3 separate regions of the Mus musculus genome follow, and all the other regions are linked to region 1. A link is a contact called in public HiChIP or PLAC-seq data. All regions are on one chromosome and are shown on one strand. The core of a region is the stretch at or near the end of the contact, and the rest is flanking DNA. Distances in the headings are between cores, read along the strand shown.

Region 1 (4,625 bases), core at 1,573-4,072:
ATAGATAGATAGATAGATGATAGATAGATAGATACATAGATAGATACATAGATAGATAGATAGATAGATGATTGATAGATAGGTAGGTAGATAATTGATAGAAGATAGACAGACAGATTGATGGATAAATGATAGATAGGTAATAGATGATTGATAGATGCTGAAGATAGATGATAGAGACAGAAGATATACAGATAGATGATTGATAGATAGAAGATAGATAGATAGATAGATAGATGATAGATAGATAGATAGATAGATGATTGATAGATAGGTAGGTAGGTAGATAATTGATAGATGATAGATAGACAGACAGATAGGTTGATGGATAGATGATAGATAGATAAATAGATAGATAGATGATTGATAGATTGATAGATAGGTAGGTAGATAATTGATAGAAGATAGATAGACAGATTGATAGATAAATGATAGATAGGTAATAAATGATTGATAGATAGATGCTGAAGATAGGTGATAGAGACAGAAGATATACAGATAGATGATTGATAGATAGGTAGGTAGATGATAGATAGATAGATGATAGATAGATAGATAGATAGATAGATGATAGATAGATGATAGATAGATGATAGATAGATAGATAGATGATAGATAGATAGATAGATACATAGACAGATACATAGATAGATAGATAGATAGATGATTGATAGATAGGTAGGTAGATAATTGATAGAAGATAGACAGACAGATTGATGGATAAATGATAGATAGGTAATAGATGATTGATAGATGCTGAAGATAGATGATAGAGACAGAAGATATACAGATAGATGATTGATAGATAGAAGATAGATAGATAGATAGATAGATAGATGATAGATAGATAGATAGATAGATAGATAGATAGATAGATAGATAGATAGATAGATAGATAGATGAAGATAGGTATAAACGGCAGAAACAGAAGACCAGGTATTACCTTTGACCAGGCAAAGGTCCACGCTCAGCCTGGGCTCCACCTGACACCTTCCCTTCAGCCTGTAATTGGAGACACCTGCATCTGACTTTGAGCCCCAGTCCCTGTTTAACCACCAGGGCCACAGGCAGGTGACTCCAACCCTTGCCACATCCAAGGGAAGATGAGGATGGTAGCACCAGCCCCTCACCGGTGTGAGGGGGACCTCATCAAAGGGCAGGACCAAGTGCCTGGCCCATGCACTCTCTGCAAAGTGGCACCTGTCGCCTGTAGGCTGTCACCTGCCCCAGTTCCAGATGTTCTGCTCTCCATCCCAGGGCAGCACTCTCAGGGCTAAGGTAATAATTACAGCCCAGGTGCTTTCTCTTTCTTATAAACAGAAGAGAAAGCCCGAGACTTGGAGAGACAGCTCAGAAAGCAGGTTTCTCATCCAGGGCTCTATTTGCTGTGGGCAGAATCCTGGCTAAACCTCAACGGTCTCCATGTCAGGTGCCAAATGTCTTTTCAAATACCCTGTAACTCAGACACTAACATGTCACACTGGCATTCCTGTATTGCCCACGATTATTTAGGTCTTGCATGGTCAAAATAATACTTAAGGACCCGTGCGTAGTGGAGCACACCTGTAATCCCAGCACTTGGGAGGCAAAGGCTAGCAAATTGGAGGCCAGCCTGGGCTAGGCAGCAGATTTAAGGCTAGCCTGGGCAACTAAGAGATTTTTGAGAATTTGCTTTGTATCGCAGAGATTTGGCCAGGGGTTTCATGTCCTCCTACCACATTAAACCCCTTTTAAAATCTACCACGTAGGCAGGAAAATCAGCTCCATTTTACAAATTGAAAAACTAAGGCATTCCCGAGTCCAGGATGCGGGTGCAGAAGACTCTTACCCTACACCCACCTACCAACCCTGTATTTTCCAACTCCCAATTGCAAAAATGTCTTCATAGAAGCCAGTTAAGGAGGTAGGGAAGCTAGTGATTAGTGCTCCTTTCACAGATGGGTAAACTGAGGCTCCAAGAGCCAAAAGAAGCTCCTAAGTCCTTTGCCTTCTCTCCTTGGCACAGCACACGCCCAAACTGCAAAGCCCAGTCTGGAGCAGATCTCCGTGCTTGTTTTATTTTTCATTGTTCTGATTTGATTTTGGTTTTTGAGATAGAGTCTCACTATTGTAGCCCAGATTGTATTAGAAAGTCTCCACAGTCTTCCTGTCTCTCGAGTGCTAGGAAAAGAGGCGTGTGCCATCACGTTCTTTTCTTGGGGTTTCTGACAGTGAGTTGCTGAGGTTGAAAAGCGGCCACCCACTTAACTCGATGTCATCACCGGGGTTGGTACGTGGCCCAAGCTGACAGAGGAAATGGAGCGGGTCCCCTCAGCCTGCGCTGCCCTGCGCGTCACAGTCCACACTCGGAAGTGGGCGGCGAGCAGCCCCACGGGAGGTGCGGGCTGCAGTTCCCACACCTCTCTCAACCTCGCCCCGCGTCCCCGCAGCGTCTGCGCCGGCCACCCGAGGGAGTCCTGGGATCGAGCTGCACTTGGGCGCTGCGGAAACCTTCGCGGCCACCGGGACCTCGCAAGGAAGGAGTGCGGGCGCGCCCTTCGCCGACTGCGCCTCAGGGCGGCCGGACTCTCGGGACGGGGACGCGCTTGGACGGGAGCTGCAGTGGGAGCTGGGGACACGACCGCCCGCACCCTGCACTCCCCGCTCACTGCCTCGATTTCCCTCCCCTGCATCAGGGTGCGCCCGGATCTCGGCAGGCCTCGTTCGCCCTCCTCCAGAACCCCGGGCCCTACCTGCGCCGTGGCTCGGACTGTGGATCGGAGCGCCCCGGGGACCCCCGCCCTGCATCGTGCGGCCGGCTGCGCCCCGGACGGCGGTGACTGTGGTGGTGATGGTGGTAGCGGCGGCCGCGGAGGCGGCGGGAAACGGGCAGGGGGCCGAGCCGAGGGCTGGCTTCTTCCTCCTGCCCAGGACCGCCGCTTCCTCTCCAGCCTCGGCCCCTCGCTAGCGCGCGCGCGCCGCCCCTCGCGGCTCCCAGACCGCAGCGCAGAAAGTTTTGCTTTTCACTTGGAGGAAACCAAGGAGGGGAAGTGTGATGGGGCAGTGTGGCCAGGGACCGAAAGACTGGGCGCTTCCCAGACCCTGGGAGTAAAAGGCGGGGTGGTCAAGAGAGGGACTTCTTCCTACCAAGTCGCGGTGAAGCCGAAGGAAAGTGACAGATGACAGGTCGGGGGGGGTGGGAGCAGCTGTTAAAAATGACTTGAGAATCGAATCTCTGGCAGCACGGGGCTGGCCAGGAGCACGGCACAAGCCTTGGCTTGTGCCAAGCTCCTGGCAGCTGGCTCACCTCCCCCATCCCTTCCCTTTGGCTGCTTCAGCAAAGCACCTGCTACAGGACAGTGGGTACAGGAAGTGCCAGTCAGGGGTTAGGCCCGTCATAACCTCGCCTCTGGACCCCGAGGCAAAAATAAACCTACAAAACTGAACTGCATGGAGTCAGCCGGAGACCTGACTGTGGGTGGAGCATGGGGCAGTGGGAAGAAGCCTGGGAGAGTGCGTGCTGGAAGGGAGGAGCCTGTGGCCCTAGAAAAAAGACCAGGTGCTGGAAAGGTGGGCCAGAGCAGTTGCCTCTTACCAGGAACCTTCGGGTAAGCACGGGCGGATGCGGCTGAAGTTGATAAAGACATGAGCAGAGTCAGGATTTAGTGCAGTGGGTAGGGTAACAGGGTTGAAAAAGGCACTGTGTTGGTATCCTAGTTTGCTTTACCTGTCAGTGTGACATAGCCTAGGGTCCTGTGAGCAGAGAGCTTTAGTCCATGATTACCTAGATCAGATTGGCCCGTATCGCGTCTGTAAGAAAGGTCTGGACAGTTAACTGGCCTTCGAAGGCCCAGCCCACTGTGGGCGGCACCATTACCTAGGTTTCGAACTATCCAAGAAAGCTAAGTGAGCTGAAGCCCATCTACGAGCCAGCTGGCAAACAGCGTCCTCTGTGGTTCCTGCTATACCTGATTGGCAGTGAAGTGAGCTCTCCATTGGAGGTTAATGCTGTGTGCTATAGCAAGCAGGCCTGCCTTAGGTTCCTGCCTTGACTCCCCTCAGTGATGGCCTGCGATCGATCTGAAGTGGTCAGCTAAAACGAATGGAACGCCTCTCCTCCTCAGGAGGCACTCCGTAGTAAATACAGTTGAATTGGCCAGCCTGCCATAAACACTCTCAGGTCTACCTGACTCACTCCCGAGGATAACTAGGCATACCTCTGAATATATAACATAAACTGTCTTAAAACAGGGGCTGGAAAGCTGGCCCAACAGTTCAGAGCACATAGCATTCTTGCAGAGGATCAGAGTTCAGTTTCACAGCATCTATCCTGAGTAGCTCACTGCTACCTGCAATTGCAGCTCCAGAGGACTAATCAGGCACCCTCTTCTAGCTATCCCTGTCACCATCACGCAGACAGACAGACAGACAGACAGACAGACACATACACAAAATGAAAATGAATGTTTTAAAACTTACAAAATTATCAGAATCAGATTAAAAAAAAACCTCAGTTGCCACTTTGTTCATGAGCACCTGTACACATGCGTGCTCACAGATGCACACACATAAAAGTGAAGATAGTTTCATCTCCTGGGAGCGCTCACCAGGAGGTGACCTCAGAGAGGATGGCATGTTCTGAGGAT
Region 2 (4,625 bases), core at 1,562-4,061, 840 kb before region 1:
GGCCATCTAAGGGACTGGTATATTGATTTGAAAAGAATTCTTTCCTCTCTGTATAATTTGCTGAAAGGAACACCTAACAGGCACAGATATTCACACACACACACACACACACCATTTCTTTTCCCTGCACAGATCAATTCAGTGGCTGTCAATAACTGTCCAGTACCTGAAGATGACAACCTATTTTCAGAAAGATTTATTTATTTTTACTTTTATGTGCAAGGGTATCTCGACTGTGTTTATGTCTGCTGTGTCCAAACACAGTGTCCTTGAAGTCCAGAGCAGGGTATCAGGTCTCCTGGAGCTGGACTTACCGACTCCAAACTCTGGTGCTCTGCAGAAACAGAAAGTGCTCGAAGCCTCTGGGCCATTTCACTGGCCACAGTTTTATGATTTTTACATTTTGCTGTGGTCCTTTTAAACAGACATCAGGACAAGGGGAGCAATATATAGAACATGTTTATACTTGCTTTGTAGTTGCCTGTTTAACAACTTCCCTGGCAGGGCTGTGGGGGGTCACTGCAAAAAGTCAAGTTGTCACCTGTGGTCCTGTACTGGCTAGTTTTGTGTCAACTTGACACAGCTGGAGTTATCACAGAGAAAGGAGCTTCAGTTGAGGAAATGCCTCCATGAGATACAACTGTAAGGCATTTTCTCAATTAGTGATCAAGGGGGAAAGGCCCCTTGTGGGTGGGACCATCTCTGGGCTGGTAGTCTTGGTTCTATAAGAAAGCAGGCTGAGCAAGCCAGGTGAGGCAAGCCAGTAAAGAACATCCCTCCATGGCCTCTGCATCAGCTCCTGCTCCCTGACCTGTTTGAGTTCCAGTCCTGACTTCCTTTGGTGATGAACAGCAGTATGGAAGTGTAAGCCGAATAAACCCTTTCCTCCCCAACTTGTTTCTTGGTCATGATGTTTGTGCAGGAATAGAAACCCTGACTAAGACAGGTCCTTTCTACATTTTCCTAACCCAGAGCAGGGTTCTTGCCTGTGATGGAGAAGGCAGCTCTGGTAAACATGCAACAAAGAGTTGCTTTGATTAATATATATTTTAAATAAATGATTTTCCATTTTGTCTGGGGCTTTACTGCATTTCTGGAGTTGGGAATAGCTGGCTTTAGCTGCTTTGTCTGTATTTTTCTTGTCTCTTTGAGACAGTGTACATCAGTTCTTTATGGCTATAGAAGTCAAGGTTCTATGATTTACTTAAAGCTGACTTTTGTTTGGTTTTAAAAATCTCATTTAGAGTTTGGGATCATGGCACATTAATTTAATATTTAAAGTCATTTTCTTATTTATTCAAAATGTATTCAACTGAAACTCAAAATCTCCCTTCCATTATTTCTATCCTGTGCTTCAGGGACTCTCATATAGAAAATTAAAAGAAAGAAAGAAAAAAAGACCAAAAATAAACAATATCTCCACAAGGTACACAGAACACACACTGACACATGTGAAGAGCAAACAAACTAAAGTAAAGATTAGACCCTTCATTTTGTGAACAAGCTTTCTGCTGTATTGGATTATCCCTGCTTATTAATCAGGGTTAGGATTCATTGCTGGTTTGGCAATATCAAGAATGGGCTTTACTCTGTTCTAGCAGCGATCTAGCGCCACCTAGCGCCGCAATCAAAATCTGTTCTTCTCTTTTTTTTCTCTCCTCCCTTCTTCCCCCGCCCTTCCCCGCCCCCCTCTCCTCCTGGTTGAAATGGTAGATTGCTATCCCAGATTATGTTCAGGAAATATATAAGAAGAAAGAAAGCTGGATGTAGTTGCTTATGCTCATAATCTCAATACTCTATAGAGAATTGCCATGAATTTTCAGGCCAGCCCGAGCTACATAATCCCTTCCAAGCCAATTCAGTCTACAGAGTGAGACCGTGCCTTATCAGTAAGATAAAACAATGTAAGGTAAAAATGTGTGGTTAACTGAGGCTCCAACGATTATTTCAGAACGGCGGTTATCATTTCTGTGCGTCCAATTAGGTAATCGGGGGTGGAGGAGAAAAGTCAGGGTGGAAAGAGGTCAGTGGGAGCAGACCATGTCGCACATGAAACTTTAGAGCCTCTAGTCTGTAGCCAACCAAGGTCACAGGGATCAAAGCCCCGCAGGTGGAGCTCAGAGGACATCGCTTTGAGTACCGCAAGCCTAGGCCTCCAGATTATACAAACCTTTTGGGGCAGGAGACAAAACAAAAACAAAAGCCAAGAAGTTTCCTGTCTGTGGTCCTCACACGGGAACATTCTTGGTTCTCACACCTTGCAAACTTACTCTTGGGAGATTCAGGAGAAAAGGCAGGTGGAGCTCCAGCCACCAAGGAGAGGGAGGGACTGAGCTCCTTCGCAGACTTGTGTGGGCGCAGGGCGGAGCCGCCGGAGCATCCTTGAGCAGCCATCGCAGAGCATGATGGGAAAATCCTCCTTCCCTTGGACATGGCGCGCACCTGCCTGGCAGCCCCAGCCGGCTCCAGCACCGCGCTGTGCCGGTCCGTACTGTTCAGCGTCTACCGCGGTTTGGGCGGTGGCGGCGGGGGTGGGACCGCGCCTGGAGCACACCGGCACGCGCCGACGTACTGAGCTCCAGGGTGCTGAGCTTAGGGTGCTGAGCCCCAGGGCACGCTCGGTTTCTGCCGGACTCTGCGGGCATGGCGTCCCAGGTGCTGCAGCTGCTCAGGCAGGGTGTGTGGGCCGCTCTCACAGGGGGCTGGTACCACGACCCGGAGCATAGCAAATTCACCAATAGCTGCCACCTCTACCTGTGGCTGTTCCTGCTCTTGCTGCCACTGGCTCTGCACCTGGTGAGTCCCCAGTTTAGGGGTGGGTGGAGGAGGGGGAGGAGGAAAGGAAAAGGAGGAGAAACAGGAAGCGGAAAGGAAAATTAACAGGAGAAGAGAGGGAAGGGGGAGAGAAGGAAGGAGATGGGAAGAACTAAATAGGAAGTAAGGTTATGAAAGAAGGGGAGGGGGAGCCACAGAGGATGCCCAGGATGGGAAGGAATCAGTGACTTTGAGAAGTAGGGACGGAAGAATGAGGCAAGGGGTTTTGGGACAACAGTCCTGCAGGGCACTGGAGAGTCTCCGGAAAGAAGTATGTAGGACTTTGGGGATTGTGAGCTCATTAAAAATCGATGTGGGCTGCCTGGATGAGTCAGGCCCTGCTGTCTGAACGGTTGAGACTGGCTTATGGGTACCAACCATGGAGCCTCACGACTTCGGATGATATCAGCTATAACACCAGCTATAACACCTCAGGTGCAGTCGCAATAAAAAGGCAGTACGAATCCCTCTCAGGGCGACCTGATTTCGGTTGTTAGTCGTTTTTTCTTTTTTCCTACTCTTCTCTTCTTGTTTTGCTTTAGGAAGGTAGATTCCACTGTCAATCACTCTGCAGTTTCACTATGGTGTAGAGAAGTCTGAAAAAAAATTAAAAATATACAGGAGTGGATAAATGTCATACACCTATGCCAGAGCAGTGTGGCAGCTCCTCCTCTGGGATGGCCAACAATGGGGGATAGTGAATGCTTACTGAATGGTTACCTATGACCTTCATAGGTCAGTTAAACATATAGGTAGCGCAAGGCGTGATGGGGCACCCTTAAAAAGCTGCCTGCTGTTAACTTGCCGGTGAGGCGAGGAGCCGTCTCTGATGTGTCTGTGAAGGACTTTGTCCCTAGAACAGTACATGGTCATGTTCTGCTCCACAAAATCTTCAATGAGTTTGCATAGGTGACAGATCCTGAGTCTGACCTTCGAGATGCCTGGTGGCTTGGCACCCCTAGACCCTGGCTCTTTTACTGGCAGGCTGTTCAGAGCTGTGGTTCTGGAAACAGACTGGCTCAGCTGAACTCCGGGCCCAGCTTTTCCCAGTTCTGGGACCATGGAAGGAGTTGACTTACTTTGACATTTTACTTTCCTTGGCTGTAGAACAAGATACTTGCTCCTGTGTGTGTGTGTGTGTGTGTGTGTGTGTGTGTGTGTGTGTGTGTGTGTGCTTGAAAGCATGCAGAGAGATCAGAAGACAACTTGGCAGGGGTTCCACTCTGGGGGATCCTTGGATCAGGATTGGTGGCAGGCAGCTTTACTCTCTGAGCTATCTTACTGGCCATTAGAACCAGTTTGTGCCAGCCGTGGTGCTCAACGAGAGTACATATGAAGTCTTCTTCAGGACAGTCTGGTTTATTAGACTGACACTGGACCTACCCCGACCTTAGTTTTCTAAGTGGAGGTCTCTCCAGAGAACAGTAGTGGCCCATGTGTATGGCCACCCGGTCTTCTGGTTATGATCTCAAAGAAGAGAAGGCGACAGATGGTCCATGAAGTCAGGGGGCCTCCCAGCACAGGGAAGGACTCCCATGGTCATGGTGTTTTCCCACTTCTGAAAAAAGAGAGATGAGATTGTCATGTAATAGGGAGGGTGGTAGGACATTTTGAGAGAAATTGTCTGGGACCATTTTAGGACCTTATAGGACTTATTAACCTATAGTTAATAAAAACCTAGAGTTAAAAAAAACACTTAGACAAACACAACAAGTAGCTTGAGATAGGGTATGAATTAGTTTCTATCCCCACATTTTTGCTTTGTTTTGTTTGCTACTGTTTTTGTGTTTTGAGACAGAATCTCATGTAGC
Region 3 (4,625 bases), core at 1,303-3,802, 570 kb before region 1:
ATATACACACATAGACACACATAAACACATATACATATACACAGAGACACACATACACACACACAGAGACACACATCACACACACACACACACACACACACACACACACACACACACACACACACGGCAAAAGAGTGCAGCAGCTGGCCATATCTCAAGAAGTCAAGAAGCAGAGAGCTGAGGGCTGGCTCTCTGGTGTTCAACTCCTGTTTCTTTTTAACCATTCCAAACCTGCAGCCCCTGAGGCAGTGCTATCTACACTGAGGGTAGCTTCTCTCCTCAGTTAATCCTCTCTAGAAACAAAGGCGTGCTCAGATGTGTGTGTCTCCTAGGTGATTCTAAATCTCTTCCAGTTTACAATCAAGATGAGCTATCCTAGGGGCCGGCAAGATGGCTTGGGGGTTCCGAGCACTTGTTGCCCTTCAGCATGGTATCTCTCAGCACCCATGTTTGGCAACTCACAATAGCCTATACTCCACCTCCAAGGGGATCTAATGCCTCTGACCTCTGAAGGCATGTGCATGTACACACACACACGCACACACACACACACACACACACACACACACACACACACTCTAAAGACCCACCAATCCCTATGGTATACTATAGAAGGGCCTTCACTTTCACAGTCAAAGATGAAAAGATGATGCACACACACGTGCAATGTGTCCATATTTCTGTGAAGTTTTACTTTCTATTCATCCCTGCAGCAAAGCTCTGATGTGGGTCTGATCAACTGCACTCTTTTGCTGTGTGTGTGTGTGTGTGTGTGTGTGTGTGTGTGTGTGTGTGTCTGTATTTGTGTGTGTGGCTGTGTGTTTGTGTGTGCATGTGTGGCTGTTTGTATATGTGTCTGTGTTTATGTGTGTGTCTGTGTATGTGTGTGTGTGTTTATGTGTGTCTGGTCAGAATTTGCAACCAACTCTTCTCTTTTTTTTGCTTCCCTTCCACTTGAGTGACCAGTAACCCAACCACTAACACTATTCTCTAGGATTATATTCATTTTGAAAGCTACCTCAAATCTATTGGAGATCAAGAATTAAGTGTGCTAGTAACAGATAATGAATACAATGAAAGTGAATCGGAAGGCAGCCTGCGGTACTATCCTGCCTGTCGGGCATGCTTCCAAACTGGAGGAGAACTTGGTAGCACTTCTAAAGACTACTGAAGTCCAGAGGACCCTTTAAGGCTCTGGACGACTGATGGGGATGCTGGGAGAGCAGGAAGTACGGCCACATGCAGGAGGCCGGAAGCCTAAGAATGAGGAGCTGTCAGGCCCGGGAAGGAGACGGATGATGGTGAAGGCTGACAGGAGGACGAGACAGCAGAAGGTCAAGAAGTGGTTTCTCAGAAGGGCCAGTGTTGTGGGAAGTGCTGAGCATTCAAAGCATCCTTGCTTCATTATTTCTAGAGCAGGAGAGAAAATGGTGGGGTCAGAGTGAGCGGCAGAATGTGTAGGTTCACAGAGGTCACTCACGAGGTAGCAGTCATCACCCACAAGGTCTATGGCATTATCTCCTGTGGGAAGAGAAAATGGGGCTTCTGCCTGGAAAGCCAGAGTCATAGTACTGTAGTTCAAAGCACCTCCAACAAGCCTGTCTGGTCTGGACTGAACCTGTGGCCAGATGGACAATCACAGACACGCTAACCCTGGAGGGCATATGTCAGTTGTCTGACACAAGACAGATCCTCCCATAAAGGAGAAGCAGGAAGTCAGTGCTGGTCTCCTAGGCAGTCTCTGTCACAGATCACTGGCTGCCTGCTGGATTGTGATGTGCGCTCCATTGGCTCAGTGCTGTGTGTGCTCTGACGCTGCAAGCACGAGGGGCACAGGGCTTTCAGTGTCCCCTTCTCCTGCTACCTGCCTCTTCTGGGCACAGACCTGGATCCTGGCTTTAGCCTTCTGACCCTACTTCTTCTATTTCTGTCTCCTGTTTTAGATAGACTGTGTGGTAGTCCACGTGACAAGTGACAGTTGCCAGGGCTGAAGGGACCATCTCTAGGGACATGTTTTTATTCAAAGTCCCTTACCTGTGACAGATACAGTCCTGGTAACTTAGCTGTGGCCAGGTTAGACTTGTGTATACCCTGAGGAGCTGTTTATTTCTGTTTTGTTTGTGTTTTGTTTTGTGAGAAACATCCTTTGGATTGCCAGGTACTCATAACCCAGAGACCATGACCTGTGCTCCTTCCTGACTTGCCATTCCTACTGGCCCTCAGCAGCCAGCACCCCAACCTCCAAGGCTAGGCCTTCAGCCTCACAGAGGCCACAGCGAGCAAGCAGCAGCAATGCCGGGGAAAGGTGAGACTTTGCCAGTTCTATGGCTGAAATCTAAGTGGGAACCTTATGAAGGGGAAGACAGGAAGCCCCTGCCACTCCGGTGAGTCTCTGGGTGGCTCTGTGAGTCCAGGAAGTGAAGAGGGCTCCCTGTACACAGCTGCTTATGCAATGCATTGGATTATGAGCTCAGCAGGGGCCAGAAGGGGCGCATTTGCAAAAGGAGACATCAGCTCCTCCTGCAGACCCAGGAGGAGGTAATGCTGAATCATGCGCTGTGACTCAGGAGCAGCCATTAGCTGGCCCGGGAGTGGACAGAAAATGAGTACAATTGTGTACTCCTTCCAGAGAGCTTACAAATGAGGGCTGGCAGCCCGGCTGACAGATCTAGGTCTGTTACTGAACACCGGAGACGACCTGCCTAATCACGATTTGGGAGGTTTCAACAGAGCAAGAGAAATGTTTCCACCCAACAAACCCTCGGACGCCACAGCAGGACAGAGCAAAACTCCATTAAGGGGAGGCAGCTCAATCAGTAAAATGCTTGTCCGCAACCATGGGAACCCGAGTTTGGATCCCCAGCATTGCAGAAAAGGTCAGGTACAGTGTTGTTGGGAACCTGTGATCCTGCCTACCAGGGAGACAGTAAAGAGAGTCTCCTTAGGCTGGCAAACCAAGCAGCCTAGCTGAATCAGGGCACTCCAGGTTCACTGAGAGATGCTGCCTCAAAAATAAGTAAACAAACAAACAAACACGGTGGAGTATGAATAGGGGAGACGGGCCCTGGACCTCTTGCTTCGCCACGCGCATGCGCAAGTCCTGCCTCTGACTCAGCCTCTCTTTCTGCTCCCACACTAACGCAAGGACAAGGACGACAAAGTCATTTATTGGCTCTGGTTTCATTTGTTCTGTAAACAGAGCAGTTTCCTAAGGCGACTGGTTTAATAGATGTTAACTCTTTCGTTGACCATCCCAGATCTCAGAGGCACAGGGGATCTTGGCTGAGCACGGAGAGAACGCTGTGTGTGTGTGTGTGTGTGTGTGTGTGTGTGTGTTGGGAGGCGGGGTGGGAAGGAGTTAGGAAAGGGAGAGACCACCACCAATAAACCAGCCGAATAAGTCAGAGGACCACCTGCGCTTTCAAAAGTGTGGGATGCCACTGTGACCTACACACATCCTTCCTCTTTCTGTGGTGGATTGATGTGAGAGGGACCACCTCACTGTGGGCAGTGCCATGCCTGGGCTGGGTTCTGGATGCGCTAAGAAAGCAGGCTGAGCATGCCTCAGGGAGCAAGCTAGTAAGCAGCACCCTTCCATGACTTCTGCCTCAGCTCCTGTCCCCAGGCTCCTGCTTTGAGTTCCTGCCCTGACTTCCCTCAACTACAAGCTATCAGATCAAATAAGCCCTTTCCTCCCTAAGTTGCTTTTGATTGTGGGGTTTACAATAGCCATAGAACCCCTAAGACAGGAAGTACTGAGAAACTATGTAAAGAGAGGAACCAGGACCTCTAAATGTCGATGCACGTTATCCATGACTTCTGAACGGGATTTGCAGGAAAGCAATGGGTGAGAATCTGTGACAGGTTCAGATGTAAAATAAACCTCACAGACTTGTACATCTGAATACTTGCTCCCCAGTTAATGGTCTTGCTTGGAAAGGCTGAGCAGTCTTTAGGACACAGGCCTAGCTGAGGGGGGAAGTAGTGAGGGAATGGCTAGATGCATACAGCTCGCCCAGGTTCAAGGGTTTATGTCTGAGGTCTCTGCTTTCTGATGTCATAGGACCAACTACAAGATCCATAGCCATAAGGGATTTGTAAAAACCATTCTTACCCTTGGCGACACTGGAAGCTCAGGAAGTCCTTCCTTCCTGGGCCCTGAGGGATAGATGGCTGACTTGGTAAAGTGTTTACTGAGCTTGAAGAGCCGAATTCAGCCTCAAGAACCCGAGCAAAAAGGTAGCACTGTGGCATGTCCTTGCCACCCCAGAGCTGGGGAGTCAGATAGGTGGATCCTGGGGCTCACTGGCCAGCTAGTCTAGTCTCATTGGTGATCCCCAGGTCCTGGTGAGATACCCTGTCTATAAAATAAAGTGGGAGGCTCCCAAGAAATGGCGTCTGAGGACAACCTCTAACCTACATGTGCACACATGTGCATGTGCACCAGCATGAGAGCAGACGAGCACACACACACACACACACACAACTTTCTCTAAGTCATTGTTCTTGTTAGGTTATTTTATTGCAGCCAGAGCACAGCACAGAACCCCAAGGCGCGAGTTTCCTTCACCGGCCTCCTCTCAGATACAGCCCTGTGCAGCCTCTCAGCCTCACACAGCACCTCA

The links. HiChIP or PLAC-seq counts read pairs in DNA pulled down with a chosen protein or histone mark.
Region 2: a contact with region 1 is called in an H3K4me3 HiChIP or PLAC-seq map of embryonic basal ganglia, with 10 times the contacts expected there. The contact joins the promoter of A730098A19Rik here to the promoter of Disc1 in region 1. A contact is called at or near these places in 4 of 39 promoter capture datasets (the 3T3-L1 cell line, embryonic stem cells and hippocampal neurons), 1 of 15 datasets of contacts at CTCF or cohesin (large pre-B cells), 1 of 484 Hi-C or Micro-C datasets (differentiating embryonic stem cells), 12 of 115 datasets of contacts at active chromatin or transcription factors (bone marrow-derived macrophages, craniofacial prominence, embryonic basal ganglia and 8 more) and 1 of 9 other capture datasets (liver).
Region 3: a contact with region 1 is called in an H3K27ac HiChIP or PLAC-seq map of microglia, with 4 times the contacts expected there. The contact joins the enhancer-like site here to the promoter of Disc1 in region 1. A contact is called at or near these places in 1 of 484 Hi-C or Micro-C datasets (the N1E-115 cell line) and 7 of 115 datasets of contacts at active chromatin or transcription factors (bone marrow-derived macrophages, embryonic basal ganglia, embryonic forebrain and 4 more).

What each region holds. Positions count from the first base shown.
Region 1 is chr8:125,052,392-125,057,016 of GRCm38.p6, reverse strand. Disc1 (disrupted in schizophrenia 1) reads right to left here and starts at 2,822. Exons shown (of 13, transcript NM_174854.2): 1 at 2,733-2,822. The coding sequence starts at 2,787.
Region 2 is chr8:125,896,100-125,900,724 of GRCm38.p6, reverse strand. It overlaps A730098A19Rik (RIKEN cDNA A730098A19 gene), which reads right to left and starts at 2,811. Exons shown (of 2, transcript NR_155422.1): 1 at 2,271-2,811. It overlaps Pcnx2 (pecanex homolog 2), which reads left to right and starts at 2,408. Exons shown (of 34, transcript NM_175561.4): 1 at 2,408-2,796. The coding sequence starts at 2,644.
Region 3 is chr8:125,617,623-125,622,247 of GRCm38.p6, reverse strand. No RefSeq gene overlaps it. Among named protein-coding and RNA genes, the nearest start is that of 4930567H12Rik, 35 kb to the right of the region's middle. Within about 2 kb of position 2,552, at least 149 of the 459 cell types and tissues checked have an H3K27ac peak or open chromatin away from gene starts, as enhancers often do. A contact at or near this core is called in the N1E-115 cell line, bone marrow-derived macrophages, embryonic stem cells and 1 more, where this site is marked.